2 separate regions of the Sus scrofa genome follow, and region 1 is linked to region 2. A link is a contact called in public Hi-C data. All regions are on one chromosome and are shown on one strand. Each heading gives the region's core, a stretch centred on a gene start, on an enhancer-like site or on the middle of the called end of the contact. The rest is flanking DNA. Distances are from core to core; before and after follow the strand shown. Region 1 holds the start of FGF7 (fibroblast growth factor 7). Region 2 holds the start of DTWD1 (DTW domain-containing protein 1).

Region 1 (5,216 bases), core at 2,610-5,109, 140 kb before region 2:
TTATGAGGGGGTGCTTATAGGCCCAACTGTTAGACACGTGGGCGATCTTTACTCTCTGGAGATTTGCTGCCTCCGTTGTGTGCTGTGATGCTGCTGGAAATGCAGGAGCTTGGCTCTCCAAATAGACTTTTCTCTATGCTCCCTGGTCTATGGATTTATCTTCTCTGGGATGCTTCTCAAAGACACTTTTATGTTTCACTTCTTTTTAGGACACTTAGCACAACCCTTTGAAGTGGTTTAGGCTTTACCCTAGTCAGAAAGTGTCTATGACTTTTTTCTCCTCCATCTTTCCTTCCCAATCACAAAGTTTGGCTACCTTTTTTAAAATATGAAGAACAGAAAAATAGGATAAATGAACACAATTTAATATTTCTTAAACTTATCCTGCTAAATAGGAATTAAACTGGTTTGCATCAGAATGGAGGCAAGGAGTGCAATTCTGACTGTGTCACTGTTCGTATTACCATCCTAAAATGGCTTCCCACTGCTCTTAGGATAAAGATCAAACTCCTTGACATAGCCCGCGAGGACCCTCCTTGCCTCTCCAGCCTATTCACAAAGCAAAGTCCCTTTCATTCTCTCTCCTAGAGCCTACTGGTGTTTCATTGTTGAAAGAACTCCTACCCTTCAAACTGCAACTCCACTGGTATTATCACAGAGAAACTTCCCCTGTGGCCATTTATTGTAGACACTCATGGCACTATGCACCTTTTCTTTAGAGTACTTGTCCACGATGGTCATTTTTTTCTCATGAGAAATCCAACTACAATATTATGCCATTTTCATCTGTCAGATTAGCAAAATCCCCAAAGTTTGACAATACGCCATACTGAATAAGCACTCTTAAGTACTGTGAGTGAGACTGTAAAACTAGTGCAACTTCTGTGAGGGTATACTGGCAATATCTACACAAATTTTATTTATACACACATATATAAAATTTGACAGAGACAAACTCTGGAAATGAATCCTGTTTGCACAGTCAAAAATGATACTTTTGTAACTTAATTCACTGCAGCATTTCTTTTTTGCAACAGAAAAAGACCAGAAAAAAATAAGTGTTCAACAATAGGAGGCTCATCAAATACATTGTGATTTACCCATTCAATGGGGGTACTATACAGCTTAAAAAAGGTGAGGAAATTTCCTAGATACCAAGATGGGAAGATTTTCTATTTTTATTTTGTAAAAAATGAAACATGCCAAACATTGTGTATGATATGCTACCTTTTTATATAAAGAGGAAAAGTAAAAGAGGTATACATACACATATGTATTCAACTTGTCTATATATGGATGGAAAGCTCTGTAAAGATACATCAGCAACTAATAAGAATGATTATGTATATTTTGGGGAAAGAATGGTAACTAGGAGGATGGGGAACAGGATAGTATGTCAGAGTGTACTGTAATGAAAATATTTAATGATGTTCCATTCTACAATTACATTATACATACTTATGAATTGTGGCACATGTTTAAAATTGCTGAAATGCAAAATTTATTAAATAAAAGTTATTTTGCATCATTTACTTCTTCATGAAATAGAAGTTAGTCATTACTTCAACAACTGCCTATGTTTTTATGATATTCACTGAAATAGATTCTTTGTATTCTTTTCATATATTCTATTCCCAAATTAAACTAGACAAGTACTAGGCCTTGTTTCTTTCTAAAGAATCCCAAGTGATTATCTTTTCTAGGACATTTTTTTAAGCCAATTTTTAGAAAGAGATGCAGGAATTCTTTGTTTTAAAAATATAATCCTTTGTTTTATAAATTAAAACTCAGGAGACAGAAGTGTTTCCAATTAAAAATGAAGTTAACTCAATCTGGAAACAACCAGACATTCGGCAAATATTTTCTGTGCTTAGCCTATCACTATATGTACATTAAAACAAGAGCAATAAATACCTGTCAATGTTATTAGTACTAAGAACTTAAAAAAAAACAGAGGGTTAACACATCTAGAGACATCTACATTGCTCTTGGTTTCTGGAGAATCCCTCTTGATAATAAGGGCATAAGTGAGGTGCTTCATTTTATTAGCTGTGATGCTAGTCAAAAAGATTGTGGGCTCATCCTGAGTTAATTATTCTCCATTACGGAAACTGATAATCAAAGGATACAAATACAGTTTCCTTGGTGAGACTTAATCCACTCATTAAGGGATCATATTTTCAAATCACAGAATACAATGGCATCTAATAAATTTAGGGTACAGAGATTACAATTTCATACTTTGTTTCCTATTTTACAATTAACCCTACATAGCAGATTTTTAAAAAGCACTAAGCACTCTTCATCAACAAACAATCCATTTCTTTATTTAAGTCTTGAGCATTAAATTAGCAAATTTTGACTTCTGATCTATTGATTTCTTAGTATTAAATCTATAGGGTCAGTGTTGAATAGATGGATTTAGTAACTCCTGGATATATTAACAAGTGAATGGTTAATAATTTTTATTTCTTTAGAAGGAATATCCAAGTCCTAGGCGTTCTGACCCTGCTCATTACTATTCCCTGCAAAATAAATGGAGGTATGATTCAGAGCACGGCAGCATCATATTTTCTTTTTTTCTTCTATTCCTTCTTATAAAGAAATACATGATGGAATATTTTGTAGCCATCTAGCTTTCTACAGAGGAAAATATGGAAAGGCCACCTTCTTCTGCTATAATAAATGTAGAAATTTCATATTTGTTGCCTAGAGAATAACTAAGTGCATTAAAACTATTTCTGTGCTCTTGATTCTATTCCCCAAAAGCACAGACATATAGGGAAACTACATAAAGTATAATGCAATTGAATGCACTTAATTTCCTTTTCCTATTCGGTCTACATGCACCACCTGGTGGTAGAGTAGTGCATTTCAAGTACTGTGCGTGTGTGTGTGTGTGTGTGTGTGTGTGTGTGTGTGTGTGTGTGTGTGAGAGAGAGAGAGAGAGAGAGAGAGAGAGAGAGAGAGAGAGAGAGAGAGAGAGAGAGCGTGCATGCAAGCGCACGCTGGGGGTATTAACATGGGGAAGAGAATTTGAATATATATTCCTAAATATTGATTTAGATTAACAATGCAATTATTTTGCAACAGATATCTCATAAAACATTAGAACGCTACTATATACACACTAGAGCAGGAAGGCAAAATAGCTTTCTTTTATTTACATGGGCTATAGCTCTTAAAATTACATCCCTAAAGTAATATTTATTACGTTGATGTTCTTACTGAGGGCAAGAATCAAACACTGATAACCAATATAGAACTAAATACTTATTTTTGATTTTTAAGAAGAATAATTTAAAAAGCATGTATCTTCCTTCTTATATTAGTTGTTAGTATGAGTAATGAGTTACAGAATTTTAAAACTACAAGGTACCATAGAGTCATTGAGATTAATTTTACAATGTAGCAGCTGAGATTCAGAAAGGCCAGGTGACTTGCCTAAGGTCATACTGGTAATTAGTAGCCCAACTCAAATAAGAACATAGGTTTTCTTACTTTAAGTCTAGGAATATAGGACATAAGATTATACTCAAAGGCAATGCTGAAATATCTCTGTATGAAGAGATATACCCATAACTCTTGAAGACACTAAGATGTGAATTAATACATATAAGTAGTTTTATTCTAACATTCTGAATAAAAACATGTGATAGTAGAAATGCATGCACCATAAAGCTGTGGAAAAGATTTCCTACTAAAAAATTCCCTTACATATAGTTCAAAGGAATATTTTTCAACTTATATACAACTGCTATATTATAAAGACAGTCTAAAAAATTCTCTTTCCCCTTCTAACTGCTTCAGAATCAGAGATTAGTTTCTACAACGTAGGTACCCATTTATAGATTTAAGCATAAACCATGTTCATAGCTCCCTCTCATGACCATTGAATGAATACTATACAAGCCTCCTTTATTCTCGCTGTTGTATTCAACTAACAGCTCACTGGTTAAGTTTTAATTGCTTCCAATGAGGTCAGCAAAGGTATTTATCGAAAAGCCCTGAATAAAAGGCTCCACACACACATACACAAGCTCACACGCGCTCACACACACAGAGAAAATCCTCTTGCCTGTTGATTTATGGAAACAATTATGATTCTGCTGGAGAATTTCTCAGCTGAGAAATAGTTTGTAGCTACACTAGAGAAGCTCAAGTTGCACAAGGCAGACAACAGACATGGAATTCTTGTGTATCCAGCTGTTATCAACAGAACAAGTAAGTGGCTGTTATTTGTCTTTAAAAACAATGCTGAATGTTTGTGAGTAGTTTATCTCTTTCTCTGGTTTTAGTACTAAGGGGAAAAGTAAAGTGACTAGCTTTTTGAGCCTTGTGATTATCTATAGTAATTATGCTGTAGAACTTACATAAAGATAAGGTTGAAATTCTCCAGAGCAATCCTGACATTTAACTTGAGAAATGTAGGCTGTTCAGGAGAAAATAAATGACAAACCACAAATGTAAAAGAATAAAAAAATCTAGAGAAAAACATTTATATTTTGTTAATAGTAGTTTTAGAACTGAATTTAAATAAATAGCTCTAATTGCAGGATGTTTCTTATGAAATAGGAACTAGAATGAATGGTACAACCCCATTCTGATTTGTCTCTACTAATGCTTAACTTTCATAAATCTACAGAGTAGTAAAGACATTGACATACTCTGTGAAAGCTGTTTTAAATGCATCTTCACAGTGTGAATAACACAGTATGTTCTAATACTATTTACCCACTGACATTTATACATACAATTTTTCATCTTCTTCTCTTTCTTCCCTCCCCATTTGTTAACCTCTCATTGCAAACAGAAGTCAAGTAGCAAACAGCATCGCAGCAACTAAGCTTATTACAACCTGTTTTTATAAGGATATACCAACAGATTTACTTAAGGAGGAATTCTATATTGTTATCAGGAACTAAAGGATAAGGCTAACAATTTGGATAGTGCAACTACTCGTTCTTAAATCCATCTACAATTCACAGATAGGAAGAGGTCAGTGACCTAGGAGCAACGATCAACTCAAGATTTAATTTTCATTATGTTATTCATGAACACCCGGAGCACTATACTATAATGCGCAAATGGATACTGACATGGATCCTGCCAAGTTTGCTCTACAGATCATGCTTCCACATTATCTGTCTGGTGGGCACTTTATCTTTGGCATGCAATGACATGACTCCAGAGCAAATGGCTACAAATGTGAACTG
Region 2 (4,896 bases), core at 2,046-4,545:
CTCCTATAGGGACACTTGTGATTATGTTGGTCCCACAAAGATAATCGGGTAATTTCCTCAGTGAAGGATCCTTAACTCAATTCCGTATGTAAGATTCCTTCTGTCATAGAAGAAAACATATTTATAGGATCTGGAGCGTGGGATGTAGACATCTTCGGTGGGAGTGAAGGTGGTCATTGTGCTATCTACAACACTCTCATTTACCTTTTCTCAGGAAGCTACTAGAAGATATGGTTTATGAAAACAAATGATTAAACAAAGAAAAAGGAAACAAGGGATCCAACACAGGAGAGCAGTATTGGATTAGTAAAAAGCAAGCAATACTGAATGAACTAGAGATTGTAATGCTTTTGAGGGATTATCTGGATAGAAAAAATCTGCTAGATTAGTTGATGTGTTTGTGATGTTTTGTCACTTTGGCAGAGTTTCTGAGGACAGATTATTTATAAGTACATAAAAATATGACAATTATTAAGACAAAGGAAGGTTAAAGATTGTATTAGAAGATAATGTCATATGTGGCTCAGGGTTGAACAGTACTTACAAATGTTAATTTAAACAAAAATCATGATATTACTACATTGAGAGATGAGAGGATAAGAAGCATGTGTGGGGGTAGGGAGAGAAGGAATATTCAACACTTGGGGGTAGTGTTATAAAAGAGATTTATCATTGACCTCCATAGGAGAAAGTCAATGGAAAATGTCCTGAAAAATCAGGAAGTTGCAGTATATTTTGCCATTTGTAGTATATAACAGAAGAAAACCTGAAAATTCTTGAAAAAAATTTCCTTTTGAGAGAACTGAAAACTGGGGACCACAGGGTTTTGGTTAAAAGCCTAGAATGTGGCAAGCTATTATTGCTTATCAATACATGTACATTTCAGTACTTCCTCCTGTGGCTCAGCGGGTTAAGAACCTCACTAGTATCCATGAGGATGAGGGTTCGATTCCCGGCCTTGTTTAGTGGGTTAAGGATCCAGCATTGCCGCAAGTTGTAGTGTAGGTCAAAGATGTGGCTTGGATCTGGTGTTGCTATGGCTGTGGCACAGGCCAGCAGCAACTCTGATTTGACCCCTAGCCATATGCTGCAGGTGTGGCCCTAAAAAAAAATATATATCTATATATACATATATATATCTATGCATATATATCTTTCTCTACATTTCTCAGGCTCACTTATAGTTCCCTTATAATCCCTTAGTGGGGACCCTGGACTAAATTCTGGCCAATGAAATCTGGGCAGAGTGCTCTATGTCATTTTTAAGGCTGACCTCTAAAACTTTTTGTGCAATTCACCATGCTTTCTGGTCATGTAAGCTGTGGACCCCAAGTTGTAGGAGACAGCAGAACTATTAAAAATAGAAACTTACATGTTTGAGTTTAACATTTCATCTGACTAGTAACAGTAGATTTCTTGTGAGAAATAAGTTTTTTGCATTAAACCACTGAAATTTTGAGGTTTTTCTCAACAGCAATAAATTCACTGTGCTGTTTTTGTTTTTTAAACAGCCTCAAATTCCTTGACAATCTTTTTTTTCTTTTCTTTTCTTTCTTTTTTTTTTTTTGCCACACCCATGGCATGTGGAAGGTGCTGGGCCAGGGTTCAAAACCTAGCCACAGCAGCAACCCAGGCTGCTGCAGTGACAATGCTGGATCCTTAACCCCCTTGTGCCACAGGAGAACTCTCCTTGACAATCTTCTGAGAAGTAGCACCTATGTCCTCTCTCTTAAAATCTGGACATATCTCGAAACTCACTTATAATCAAAAGAATGTGAGATAAATGATGCTATGTTACTTTTAGGAACTAAATTAGAAAAGAACATGTAGTTTCTGCCTTGCTTATTGCAACCCTTGACAAAGCTAAAAAGTCTGATTACCCCAATGCCGTATCGTGAGGAAGCCCAGGCCACATGGGGAAGCTACACACAGGAGCTCTGCTAGCATTCATAGTTTTCCCAGCTGACTTTTATCAGAAAAAAATTTGTTCCGCTGTGCTCTACTGAACTAAAGCCATATTTTTGAATAATTTATTACATAGCTATTATAACCTGATACTCTGATTAATAAACAGAATGATTTGCTTTTTTAATCCGTGCACTTGAATTAAAGTAGTTAAAAAAGATAAAGGTGTGAATTACTTATTCTTGGCTTGGAGACTTTGCTATTGCTATTAGTCTTTCCCCCTAAAGCAGTGACTTTCAAATTTTCTAAAAGAGAAACACACAATGAGAAATACATTTTATAAACATGACCTAGTGCACACATTCATGCATATATATAATTTAAAACTCCATAAAGTAATACTTAACTTTACCAAGTACCATGCATGGATATTTCCACAGTAGACCATCTCAATTTTTAAAAAGTGTAGTTGTGACTAAATAGATTTCCTTGCTCAGAAATGGGACTTCCCCACCAGTGGTACCCACACTGAATAACTCTGAACAACACAGCCCTAAGCCACAATTATTCTTCAAGGCTTTACACAAGTCCAGTCAATAAGCCTTCACTGACTACTCCACTCTGAGCTCTTCTGAAATTCGTGTAATTTACTAGTCATACTGTGTCTTCTGTACTGTGTAACGATATCTTTAAGGTCCTCTAAGTCAAGGTTCTGTCTTTTTCTCTCTCAGTTGCTAAATTCACAGTATTCAATACATTGCTCAATACCTGGCCACTTTTTCCACATCTCACGATTGTTAACACGCATTCATTCTGTTTGGATTTTCTTTAGGTTGGGGCAAGGGAAGATGGCTTAATAATCTATCCACATATTATGCTTAATTTCAAACGGGAAAAGTGAACAAAGTAGTGCAACTCTACATGAGTGTGTAGTTTAGCAAACAAAATCATCAAGATATATAATTTCTCTAATAGCTTTCATTACTACTCAGCGCACAAAATATTTCTCCTGACAGTCATTTAAAAAAAAGTAATAGAACAAAGTTCCCACGATTAAAATATTTGGGATATTGGAAATGGGAAAGTTCTGTAGGAACCGCATGTTTCACAACTTACTGCAACTACACCTTGACCGTACATTTCGAGAACCGCATCGCACTTTGGCGGTCCCGGCCAGTTCGTAGAAGGGAGCTCAGCGGAGGGCTGGCAGGGGTCTTAAGGCCCATCCTTACCCTGTCAAGGCCAGCTGTTCCAACTCCTCTCTCCGGAAAAGGGCAACACCACAGACTCGCGCAGAGGCTGAGGCGGGACTTCCCGTCTAACCCCGCCCCGCGGTCCTCCCCACCCGTTACCTTCGCCCTCAGGGCTGGCTGAGCCCGGCCCTAGCAACCGCCTTGGCAACGGTCGGGCTCCTCCCTCTGGTGTCGCCCGGAAAGCGCTCCGCCGCTCCCAGTTGCTACCGGGGCCGGGTGCGCGCCTCCGGCTCGGGCTGAGCGGAAGACGCGTGGAGCTGTGCGGCGACCCGCGGGCTGTGCAGGTCTGAGTCCCACTGCGATCCCTCGTGCCCGCCCCGCGCCTCTGGGGACCGGTGGTTTGGCCGGAGCGGGGCAGCTGCCGGAGTGGACGCTCCTTGGCAGGGCCGTAGCGGAGGTCGTGCGGAGCGTCGCTTGTGAGCGGGGCCCTGGTCCCTGCTCGGGCGCTTGCGTTTTTTAAGATCTTCAGGGCCCTTTGGGGAAAAGGCGTACGAATTTTTCCTCCAAAAACATTTTTTTTTTCACCTAACAATTATTTTCAGTGCTTTCCACCCCAAGAAAAGTCTGTCCAGGAAAAGTTAGTCCTTTTGGAAGTCTATTCTTTATTTTTTAGTGTTGGAGTGGTTTGCGGGGCATTGATTATCACGAAGAAACTTGGTAGACAGCGTGCCATGCAGTGTATTTAAAATACTAAAATTTTGATTACATAATAAGCAAAAAATCTGCTCCTTATGTTTGAATTATTTCTTGGGAAGGTAGTACAAGTCAGGAAGAATGTTAACACTGCAAGCTGCCAATTCCACGAAGTTGGATAATAAAGTCGCCACTTGGCTCAAAACCACAATATTTAAGAATTATTTCTGTTGGAACCCTAGTGTACCATGAAAAACTAAGACAAGACTGACCGTCTACCACATGGTGGGTGGGGAGTTGTTAGTGTGTATTGAGAAGGTGATACCTTGGATTTAAAAAAATGGGTATTGGACCTGTGCATGTGTGACCTGGTTCTTAAAAATACTCTGGCGGGGGAGGGGGGGGATGAAGTGGATTTTACCTAGTTTTGAATAGGTCTGAAGTACAGGATAGGGGCGTTTTCTATGATGTTCCTCTGGGAAGTGAGTTAATTTTCCTTTATTATTTAACACCCCCACCAAAAAAAAATTTTGCAATTCTGCCATTTCTGCTAGGCTGCATATGGCCTGTAAAGATTTATCAGATACTTCAGTAGCAGATGCATAGTGGATGCTTCTTTTTCAGAATGGTTTTCATTTAGTTAACAAGTATTTGTTGAATTCCATGCTGCATAAGACACAGGGATAAGGAAGATCTGTCAAGAATTATGCTCTTGGAGAGTTGACTGCTAGGAGGGATAGCTTCACTGAAAAGGTAATTCCAAATTAAAGTACGTTTTTCCGTGTTAAATATATGGAACCAGTAATAAGTACACAAAAGTAAAAAGGTGTAAGAGATTGCCATGGGCTATCTAGAGTCCTGACTTTGAGACTAAAAATAGAACATTATGTATAAGGTAGAATTGATAGAACTTGCTCGTGCAATTAATTTTGGAGGTAAAGAGGGTAGAAGGAGAAAAAATTGGTTTGTTTTCACCCCAAGTTGTAGAACGATGGGTACACCAGTAAGGTAAACATATTTGTTATTATCTTAGGAATAAAGTGTTTTTATGTTTTCTCAATTACCCCCACAACTCCACTTGTATTTCTCACACGTATTTGATGTT

What was found. A called contact is a pair of places that touch in the nucleus more often than the background predicts.
Region 1: a Hi-C map of embryonic fibroblasts shows a contact between it and region 2, with 1.8 times the contacts expected there. The contact joins the promoter of FGF7 here to the promoter of DTWD1 in region 2. A contact is called at or near these places in 2 of 47 Hi-C or Micro-C datasets (embryonic fibroblasts and subcutaneous adipose tissue) and 1 of 2 datasets of contacts at active chromatin or transcription factors (skeletal muscle).

Annotation. Positions count from the first base shown.
Region 1 is chr1:122,277,348-122,282,563 of Sscrofa11.1, reverse strand. It overlaps FGF7 (fibroblast growth factor 7), which reads left to right and starts at 3,859. Exons shown (of 4, transcript XM_021073771.1): 1 at 3,859-4,224; 2 at 4,989-5,216. The coding sequence starts at 5,080. All of the region lies in intron 11 of FAM227B (protein FAM227B), which reads right to left.
Region 2 is chr1:122,137,721-122,142,616 of Sscrofa11.1, reverse strand. DTWD1 (DTW domain-containing protein 1) reads left to right here and starts at 3,295. Exons shown (of 5, transcript XM_021073763.1): 1 at 3,295-3,442; 2 at 4,467-4,544. It overlaps FAM227B (protein FAM227B), which reads right to left and starts at 3,274. Exons shown (of 16, transcript XM_021073744.1): 1 at 3,138-3,274.